Regions from separate parts of the Zea mays genome. Here regions 1 and 2 are each linked to region 3. Evidence: chromatin contacts called from public Hi-C data. All regions are on one chromosome and are shown on one strand. The core of a region is the stretch at or near the end of the contact, and the rest is flanking DNA. Distances in the headings are between cores, read along the strand shown.

The links. Hi-C and Micro-C count contacts between places; a contact is called where the count stands out from the background.
Region 1: a Hi-C map of bundle sheath shows a contact between it and region 3, with 2.6 times the contacts expected there. The contact joins the promoter of LOC103627781 here to the promoter of LOC100277102 in region 3. A contact is called at or near these places in 3 of 25 Hi-C or Micro-C datasets (bundle sheath, ear and tassel).
Region 2: a contact with region 3 is called in a Hi-C map of ear, with 2.2 times the contacts expected there. The contact joins the promoter of LOC100281795 here to the promoter of LOC100277102 in region 3. A contact is called at or near these places in 2 of 25 Hi-C or Micro-C datasets (ear and leaf mesophyll).

What each region holds. Positions count from the first base shown.
Region 1 is chr5:218,275,338-218,278,433 of Zm-B73-REFERENCE-NAM-5.0, forward strand. LOC103627781 (ferredoxin--nitrite reductase, chloroplastic-like) reads right to left here and starts at 1,478. Exons shown (of 4, transcript XM_008648080.3): 1 at 755-1,478; 2 at 1-174. The coding sequence starts at 1,364.
Region 2 is chr5:218,240,466-218,243,469 of Zm-B73-REFERENCE-NAM-5.0, forward strand. It overlaps LOC100281795 (light harvesting complex a/b protein4), which reads right to left and starts at 1,280. Exons shown (of 6, transcript NM_001154715.2): 1 at 969-1,280; 2 at 741-873; 3 at 507-619; 4 at 329-433; 5 at 154-242; 6 at 1-64. The coding sequence starts at 1,201.
Region 3 is chr5:218,407,938-218,410,801 of Zm-B73-REFERENCE-NAM-5.0, forward strand. It overlaps LOC100277102, which reads left to right and starts at 1,318. Exons shown (of 2, transcript NM_001150763.2): 1 at 1,318-1,936; 2 at 2,015-2,381. The coding sequence starts at 1,501. The coding sequence ends at 2,094.

The DNA of each region.
Region 1 (3,096 bases), core at 228-2,727, 130 kb before region 3:
CCAGGATGGCCGGGACGTCCGGGAGCGTCACCCCGCGGATCTGCCAGTTCTGCCGGGTCGTCACGTCCGCGCACCCGTCGGCGCCGTACGCCTCGATCACGCTCGCCAGGTACCGCGTCTGCTCGCTCGTCGTCACGCCGTTGGGCAGCTTCAGCCGCATCATGAAGCGCCCGTCTGCAGCGCAGCATAGCCATGGTCCATGGAGGAGCCGTTAGTTAGCAGCAAATCACCATTTCGTCTCACGGACTCGGGCTCAGAGTGAACTGAACCCAGTCCGAGAGGAGGTCTTTGTCCAAAAGAACGGATGGTCCAAGAAAGAAAACGAATCTGAAACCGCTGGTTCGGGATAACAGAAAGTAAAGATCGTTATTTGTGACGCGGGTATATTCGTTATCTACGGAAAGCTACTACTATAACTGGTATGCTTGGCATTTGACTCTTGAGGTGTATTTTATTTAGTACTGACGGCGACTGGGATGCTTTCTGCTATTTAGTACCAACACCTTGATGAAATTTTCTATTGCCTACTAAAAGTCCAAGGTGAGACTTCTTTTTTCTCAGTTATGTAAGCTGCACACTACAGACTACAGAGCAGTCATGTAATAGTGCATCAAGAACAGAGTCATCTGAAATCCAGTCGCAAATGACTGCATTTTACGAGCAGCAAGTAAATCTGCATTTCACGGGGGGGGGGGGGGGGGGGGGGGGGGGGGGTGGGTGGGGGGGGCGGCGCAGAGGCAGGCAGTGGACGTACACTGGTGCTTGCGGCGGTGGAAGAGGCCGAGCCACTTGAGGCGGACGTCGACGTCGTCCTTGGTGAGCTTGGCGGCGTCGATCACCTCCATGGGGATCTTGGCGAGGTCCCTGACGCCGCCGTCCATGAACAGCGCCATGGGCTCCTTCTCCAGCTTCACCTTCTCGTGCGGGTTCAGCCCGGTCCGGTACCTCTCCTTGAGGGACCAGTACCCTCCCTCCCGCGCCTCGACCCTCGGCTCCAGCCGCTCCGCGGGGACCTCATTATCCCGTGTCGCCGGCGGGGACGACGACGGGATGGAGACGGCCGCTCGGGCGCGGCCGGCGCGGCGCCGGGACGACGCGTGCGGGGAGGCGGGCAGGAAGCGCTGCAGGGACGCTGTGGAGGCCATGGTTGGTGTTGGTGGTGGCGGTGGCACTGCTGCTGTCCCTGTGCTGTGGTGGTGGTATGGTAGCCATGGGTGGCGAGCGTTGCGGTTGTTTATTATGGGGGCGAGAGGGGCCGCGCCGCGCTGGTTATTGGCTCTTGGGGAGTTGAAGAGGGCAGGCAGATATGCAGCCGGCGATCCACGTACCTGGAACGGTCTGGGTCGCAGCCTGGGATATGTCATGTTTTTTCTGTCTCTCTCTTTACCAGCGTGGCCTGCGGTGCTGGTCCGGTTTCAGCTGCTGCTGATTGCTGATTGCTGAAGCAGAGGAGGCGTCCGTCCTTCCATCCCACCCAAACATCTCATAGCCAAGAAGAGACGGATTAGTTAAAGCAAGCTCAACTCACGCACGTATGCAGCAAACATGTATGTAAAGAAAGGGTGGTTGTGGATTAGTTAAAGCGTACCCGACCAATGACCAATCATACCGAGGCCACATACACGAACCTGCGATAGTTTTTTTAGCCAGTCCTGCATGGTCTAGTTACACCGGCAAGGCAATGCAGGGCAGGGCGCCCCATGAGCCGCCCAAAGGGTCGGTGAGACGCTCGCGCACGGGTCCGGCGAGAGGCGTGCCGTGCACTGTCTTTTCTACTGTATCTAATAATATCTCCGGCTGCATCTGCATTCTTCTGGCCGGACCGGGATCCTCGCCGAGTCGACCGGTACTGCTCTGGCAATCTTACCGATCGAGCAGGCAGCAACGGCCGAGACGGCACCGGCACCGGCACCGGTGGCCAAACCACACGTTTCGAGTTGGAGGCCACACGCGCGGCCGGGGTCCTTTGACGCGCGTGCAAGGACGACGTGCGCTGTGGCTGTGCGCCTGTGCCCACCCATCGTGATTGTGCCGGACACGGACAGAACGTACCTTCTAAATCCTTAGGCCATGTCGGAAGAATTTCCTGAATCCTTCGTTTTCATGTGAAGTTGATCTAGTTTCTGTAACCAAAAAAACGGCTCTACCAAGCGTAAATTTCTTCATACATCGCCTCCTTCGATCGTAAAATATTTTTAAAAAATAGGACATGGAGGACTCGAATCCTACGCACTTATATTATAAAAATGTTTAGTTTCTACCACTGCAACTCATCGATCAAATTATATGATATATAGAAATTGTAGCAATATACGAACAAAGTGACAATTTCTTCGTATGTCGTTCCATCCCGCGCGTGTAGCGAGCGACACGAAAATATATAAAAATATATAAAAAAGAGTAACTAGACCACGGAAATATATAAAAAGAGGTCCCGACTCGCTCGAGTCAGTCACGGCCCGCCCTAGACCAACCTCGGCGGGAGACACAATTTCGATTTGCCCAAGGCCAACCTCAGCGGGAGGCGCAATTTTGATTCGCCCGAGACCAACCTCGGGGGGAGACGCACTTTCGATTCGCCCGAGACCAACCTTGGCAGGAGACACAGTCCCGGCTCGCACAAAGCCATCCTTGGACGGGAGACGTAGTCACGGTTCACCCGAGGGCCGAGGCCATCCACGGACAGGAGACACATTTACACCTCGCCTGAGGCCTCCCGCAGACACGGCCCGCTCGAGACCATCCTCGGATGGGATACACAAATACGACTCGCCCGAGGGCGTCTCGGGTGAGTGCTCGGAGAGGCCCAGACAGAGCCAAACCTCTCCAACTCTTCTCCACTTGATTTCAACTCTTGGGAGGATCCTCCTATGACTTAGACAAACACATTTAGAGTATAATTCAATTGACTAAGTCCCAGAATATTACCTTTCTCCCAGCTTTTTCTGTTTCACCTCAAACAGAGCTCCCGATGGCACTTTCTCTACAAACATGGTTAGAGAGCAAAAACAAAAGTGCCATATGCGTAGTAGAAGGTGCATGCAACATATGTGAACAACCAAACTTGCATATTTAACATTCTTCACTGTTTTGATC
Region 2 (3,004 bases), core at 30-2,529, 170 kb before region 3:
GGGCCGGCATGAGTTACGGATGCTTGCACCATGAAGCCAAGCATGGCTACCATTGCCAACCTCCCTGTGACGGTAAGAAATCACGCCATTAATTAGAAAACTTACTTATTGTAGGCTTTATTTTTCTCGCAAAATGTGCTGAGCGGAACATACCGTTCTTGATTTCTTTGAGCTTCTCGTCATGAGCATTCTCTATATCCTTTGCGAGTCCTAGTGGATTGAACAGTGGACCCCCGGGGTAGCTGTCCGAATTTAATAGAAGATGTAATGGGCGTTAGCTAAGGTTTGTCAGGTGAAATTTGTAGGGTATGCTTCAACGCTCACTTACCCTGGCTGTTGACCTGCGAGTGCAGCCTCTAACCCTATGAATGTCCCTTCCTCTGCTTGCGATCCTGGATTTTTGAAGTCCATGTACCTCTTGGTTTCAGCGAACCTGTCATGATATATTGGAGTTGAATTTCCATGAAATCAAATCACAGGTCACAGTTGTTTAGGTTGAGGTTTACCCCATCAAGAAGAGCTGGACGAAGAAGAGCGCCGTGGTGTTCGCGAAGTCGAATTTCGCCGCGCCTGCTTCGAACCACACGGGGAGGTCGCTGTTCCCTGATACGCGGAGCAACTGCGAAGAGCCACGAAGCAAAGCAAGGGTTAGGTCAGCCTTCTTCTCTCCAGATCATTCATTAAAGCCCATGGTTAGCAGGGCGTAAAAACAGAAGAGGGACGTGGATGAGCAAGCTTACGTCAGTGAAAAGGATGCCGGCGACCCCTGCCATGGCGAACCGGCAGTGCACGAGCTCGGCCTGAACGTACCACTTCAAGGCTTCGGGCTCCTCGCCGAGGCCCAGAGGGTCGAAGCCGAAGTCACCTGGTAGTCTGCAATCAGAGACGCCACACTGTCAACTGACCAACACCATCACCACATGCAGAAGTGATGACACCGGCAGATATCAGGGCGTCAGGTAACCGACGTGCCGTCGAGGTATGGGGGCGGGTCCAGTCCGGGCAACCAGGTCGCCCGCTGAGTGCCGGCGGCTCGGACGGCGACAACCCGAGCTCTGGGTGACGGCCGCGCGTGGTGGTGGTGTGCAGGCGTGGAAAGCGTGCGTCTGCAGCTCCAGCCCGCGACCGGCCTTGGGGAGGCGGTACGGGTACGCAGGGCGCTTCCATGGCTGCTATTGGCGGCTGTTACAGTGGACGCCATGGCTGCCGGAGATGTTTGCTTGCCGGGCAAACTACAGTCGGGGATGGGTGTTCCGTGCTTGCTCTTGTCTTTTGAGCGTGCTGGGGCAGGAAGCTCTCTCGGTTCTGGATATGGAATTAGAGGCGTTCGTTCCTTCATTCAAAAAGCTGACTGGCGGAAAAGCGCAAAAGTGTGGCTCTACGATAAGGTGAGGACTAAGGAGAACTTGGGCCACATGGGCCTGCACGAGCGCAGCTACTGCCTACCGGTTGGTGGCATTTCTTTTGTAGGCTGAGACGGGAAACAACACATGGGCCTCTACTTCTTGCTAGAGAAAATTGAAATTCATAGCATACATAACAATGAGCTAACTACAAGCTAGAAACCATATGTAGTACCCTAGTAGCATCTTTAGTTAAAATTTCTGAAATTATCAAAAAGAATGATTCTAACTCTTGCAATCAAGTCCAAGTTAAAAATATTGTTATAGAAACATGTTTGGATGAGATTGCATTAGAAAATGAATTGCTAAAGCATGAAGCGGCTCCCCTTGGTAAGGCTTTGTATGATAAAAAAGGCAAAGCTAAACAAACTCAACCTCCCAAAATAACATCACTACGAGAGTAAACAAGCCTATGGATAGTGAAACTGTGGTTTGCTGGCTATATCACAAGAAAGGTCACAAGTCTTACCAATGCAAGGTGAAGTTCGGGGAGAATCAAAAGAAAACGCCAACAAGCAAAACCTCAAACACCTACATCAACAAGGTGGATAAAAGACCACTACACCATACATAATCAAGAAGAAGAAAATGGAAAGGTGGTAGCGATCAAGCTAACAAGCAAGCCAACAAGGGAAAGAGGGCCAAACGCATGTGGGTGCCAAAGAAGATTATCTCAACCATGAAAAACACAAAGAAGGTTTAGGTCCCGAGAGGGAAGTGAAAAGTCTGAAGGACTTCAGGAAATTTGGAGACTTAGCAAATTGGGATGTATAACATTGGATGCATCACATAGGATCAAGAATATTGCCAAGTGGATTAGTGAACACTTTGGACCCAAATTCCCCACCCATGACTAAGGTAACTAGAATTTATTGTATTTTCTTGCTTTTAGATATGCGTATCTAATTTCATTTGTTATCTAGCTTACCTTTCATGCCCAGTATTGTTTTTTGTACTCTTTTCAATTAATATGAGTTTTTCAACTAGTATTACTCATAGCATACATGCTAGGCATATCATATGGTTGGAATGCTCGTCTTCAATTCATACTTTTCGAGCAAAGCTACATGGTTTAAAATATGTAGTAAAGCACGACACATAGCTTAATTAAAATTCCAAGATAGATGGCACTATTGCTTGTTTCTAAAGCTATATCTTTCAATTGGTGTCATTTTGAATTAAATGTGTAAAATTCGCCTAGAGGGGTGAATAGGCAAAACCTGAAAATTATAAACTTTGAACACGCACTATGCCCGGGGTTAGTGTTAGAAATAATTCGGAGTGCGGAAGATGGTTCTCCTTGCTATGAGTTACTCAATCAATGCGGATAACCTTAGGAGCAAACTCAAATCAATATGAGAAAGGGAACTTTTAGAGAGAGAGAGAGAGAGGAAGGGAGGGGAAACAAATTGAGTGGAGATCAATCACAAATGAACACGACGATTTGTTTACCGAGGTTCAGTTCCAAAGAACCTAGTCCACGTTGAGGAGGCCAGAAAGGTCGGATCAATTCCAACCCTTTCCCTCTCTTAATCGGTCACTCAGACCGGTCGAGTGCTTTTTCTCAATCTCACGGTCACTAAGACCCCGCAAGGATCACC
Region 3 (2,864 bases), core at 68-2,567:
GCGAAATTGTAGTAGACTCGCACTAATCAAATCACAGATGGAGAACCTGAGACCAGGTCTAGTTGGTAGTTGCTTCTAGAAATAACTGGTTCTGACCATATCATCAGAGTCTGAAGCATTTCTCTTGCTCTTTCTTGCCAATCGCCGGTTGCTAAGGCTGGGAAGCTCAAGCGACGCAAGGCATGCCGTGCAGTTTCTGGCAGCATGCCACCGTCCACGGCACCCTACAGATACAGAGATCCGATTCGCCGATCTACTTGCGGGGGCAAAGCAAGCGTCAGGTTTGGCTTAAAATAAAACATTGCACCGGGACGTGGCTTGGTCCTTCGCTTCTAGATATGGTTCGTGATTCGTAGTACTGGTACTGACTCTGCCCTGCCCATGCCAAAAGAAGCTCTTTTTTTTTCACAACGTCGGAGCAAGTACATATCTCTACAAAAGATCTTGGAAATTAACAGATGTATCATCTTCAGGCTAGCGCAAATCACGAACCGCATCAGTCACAGTCCGTGCATGAATCCGGGCAAACATGGGTCGACACATAAATTGTGTGGTCTGAATCTCCTTCTTCTTCTCCAGTGGAGATACTTGCATGCAGGTGATCGACCCGCAGATATTTTTCTTCGATCTTGTCTCGAGGGATCGCGACTGATGGCGAGGCGCAATGTTAATTACACGTACGTAATCATTCGAGACTCGATTGGCCGATCGATCCATCAATCCATCCATTCTTCCTCCGCAAGCGACTCTCGGAGGAGGAGGACGACGACGACGCCTCTCATGATCTCGCGCACTGTCACGCTGTGGACCGGTAGCAGTTACCGCCTTTTTTTTCCCACTCGCGAACGGCTCATGCATCAAAGCGTGCCGGCCGCCCGGGCCTAGTAACTAGTTAGGGTACATCGCCAAGAAAAGAAGGAAACGAAATTTGTTGCGAAGCGTAATTTTGGTACTACTGGAGCTCAAAATGGAACGTTACAATGAGGTGGTTGAACCATACTGTGTGCTGGCAAAAAAGGTTTCCCGTTTGTATACACAGGCAAAAAGGAAAGAAAAAAAAAACAAACTCCAACAGCTCATTCAAAAATATCGTTTATAACCGGAAATAAGTGTCAGCGCAAAAAATTCTTGCCGTCCTTTTTTTCGTGTCGCCGCACCCTCTCCCGTGACCGAAATCAATGCCTAATAATTACCTTACCCGTCCCTGGGTGGCTGCCTTCTTCCAGTTCAAAAATCCACCGTTGGATTTGCATACCCTACTGTACAAGGAAGGTACGTTATATACTTATATACGCTAGGCTAGTTACATCGGCAGACGTCACGCAGCTGACCGCGGCCCGCATCCGCTACGCCAACGCTGCGACGGGCACGGGCAGCGCGATAAAATCCGCCGCGGCCGCCTCCACCCACCTCGACGCTCGCTTCTCCAAATCCCCCCTTCGCCTTGCGAGGGGGCGGAGGGGAGGTGGTAGTGGTAGGGTATACAGGAGTGCTCTGCCCATGGAGAAGGCGGGGCAACAACGCCATGTTATCGGCGGCGGCGGCAAGAAGGCGCCCGCGCTGGGGCTGCAGAAGCAGAACTCGTGGTCGCCGGACATCGAGCGCGACGAGGCGTGGGAGCGCCGGCGCAGGGGCATGCGCCGCGGGGGCACGGCGCTGCGCCGCGCCCGCAGCGTCACGGACGACGACCTCGACGAGCTCCGCGGCTGCATCGACCTGGGCTTCGGCTTCGAGCCGGCGCACGCCGCCGCGTGCGCGTGCGCCTGCGCCTGCGCCGGGAGGAACCGCCTCCTGGAGACGCTGCCCGCGCTCGACCTCTACTACGCCGTCCACGGCGGGGCGGCGGAGGCGCCGCCGTGCTCGTGCGGCGCCGCGTCGGAGGCGTCCTCGTCCGAGGAGTCGCCGCTCGGCAGCCCCATGTCCATACTCTCTCCAGGTAGTCTCCGGCTGTCCAGGCAATCTCCGCCCGTGATTCTAGTTTCGATCTCTGATCCCTTTCCGTTCGTTCGTGCAGGCGACACGCCGGAGACGGTGAAGATGCGGCTGAAGCAGTGGGCGCAGGTGGTTGCGCTGTCCATGCTGAGCCGCCACTGAGCTCTCCGGGCCACGGCCGCCGCTACCTTGTCGCATTGGGAGTAGAGAGAAAAAACCATTCGAGATGCACACAACAGCAGAAGGAAGGAATCTCCGGCGGTCGCCTCAAGCAGAAAAAAGACGAAGAGAAAAAAAAATCTGTTAGGGTTTGGTCATTTGGTGGGCCGCCGCCGCCTTCCACCTTGCTCGTCCTATCTTGGACTGCTAGCTAATCATCTTTCTTCCACCATGATTGTATGATTCCGTTGGAGACAAAACATCATGCCTAATTACTTTGCTTGCTTATTAATCCTCTTGCTTCCCCCCTAATCCATATTAGTTTCTCATCTTCGTGTATGTACATGGTTCCTTTCAAGAGGCAGATTAATTTCCATCATCTCAAATGATTAGCGGGGCACTTCCTTCTCGATCTACTACTATACCTATACTTGAGATGACGACGATTGTTGAATACGCACGGATGTCTCTCTCTCTCTCTCTCTCTCTCTCTCTCTCTTAGATCCTTTTTCAGTTCATCAACTCTGTTGAAACCTGTGCTCAATCAAGAGTTGAGACTTAATACATGTCGTCAATCCAGAGTCTTGCAGATCAAGGGCAAGGAGACGAATTTTTCAACAAAACCAACAGCGGTGGAAATAAATTCCGTGTGGTTGGATCGGTTGGGAGAGAGCTGTCTTGGTTCTGCTTCTGCAGATGAAAGACGAGCTCTTTTTTTTAAGGCTCTGTTAGTTTAGTCCAGATTGGAGGCAGGAACCATTCCAACTCATCAA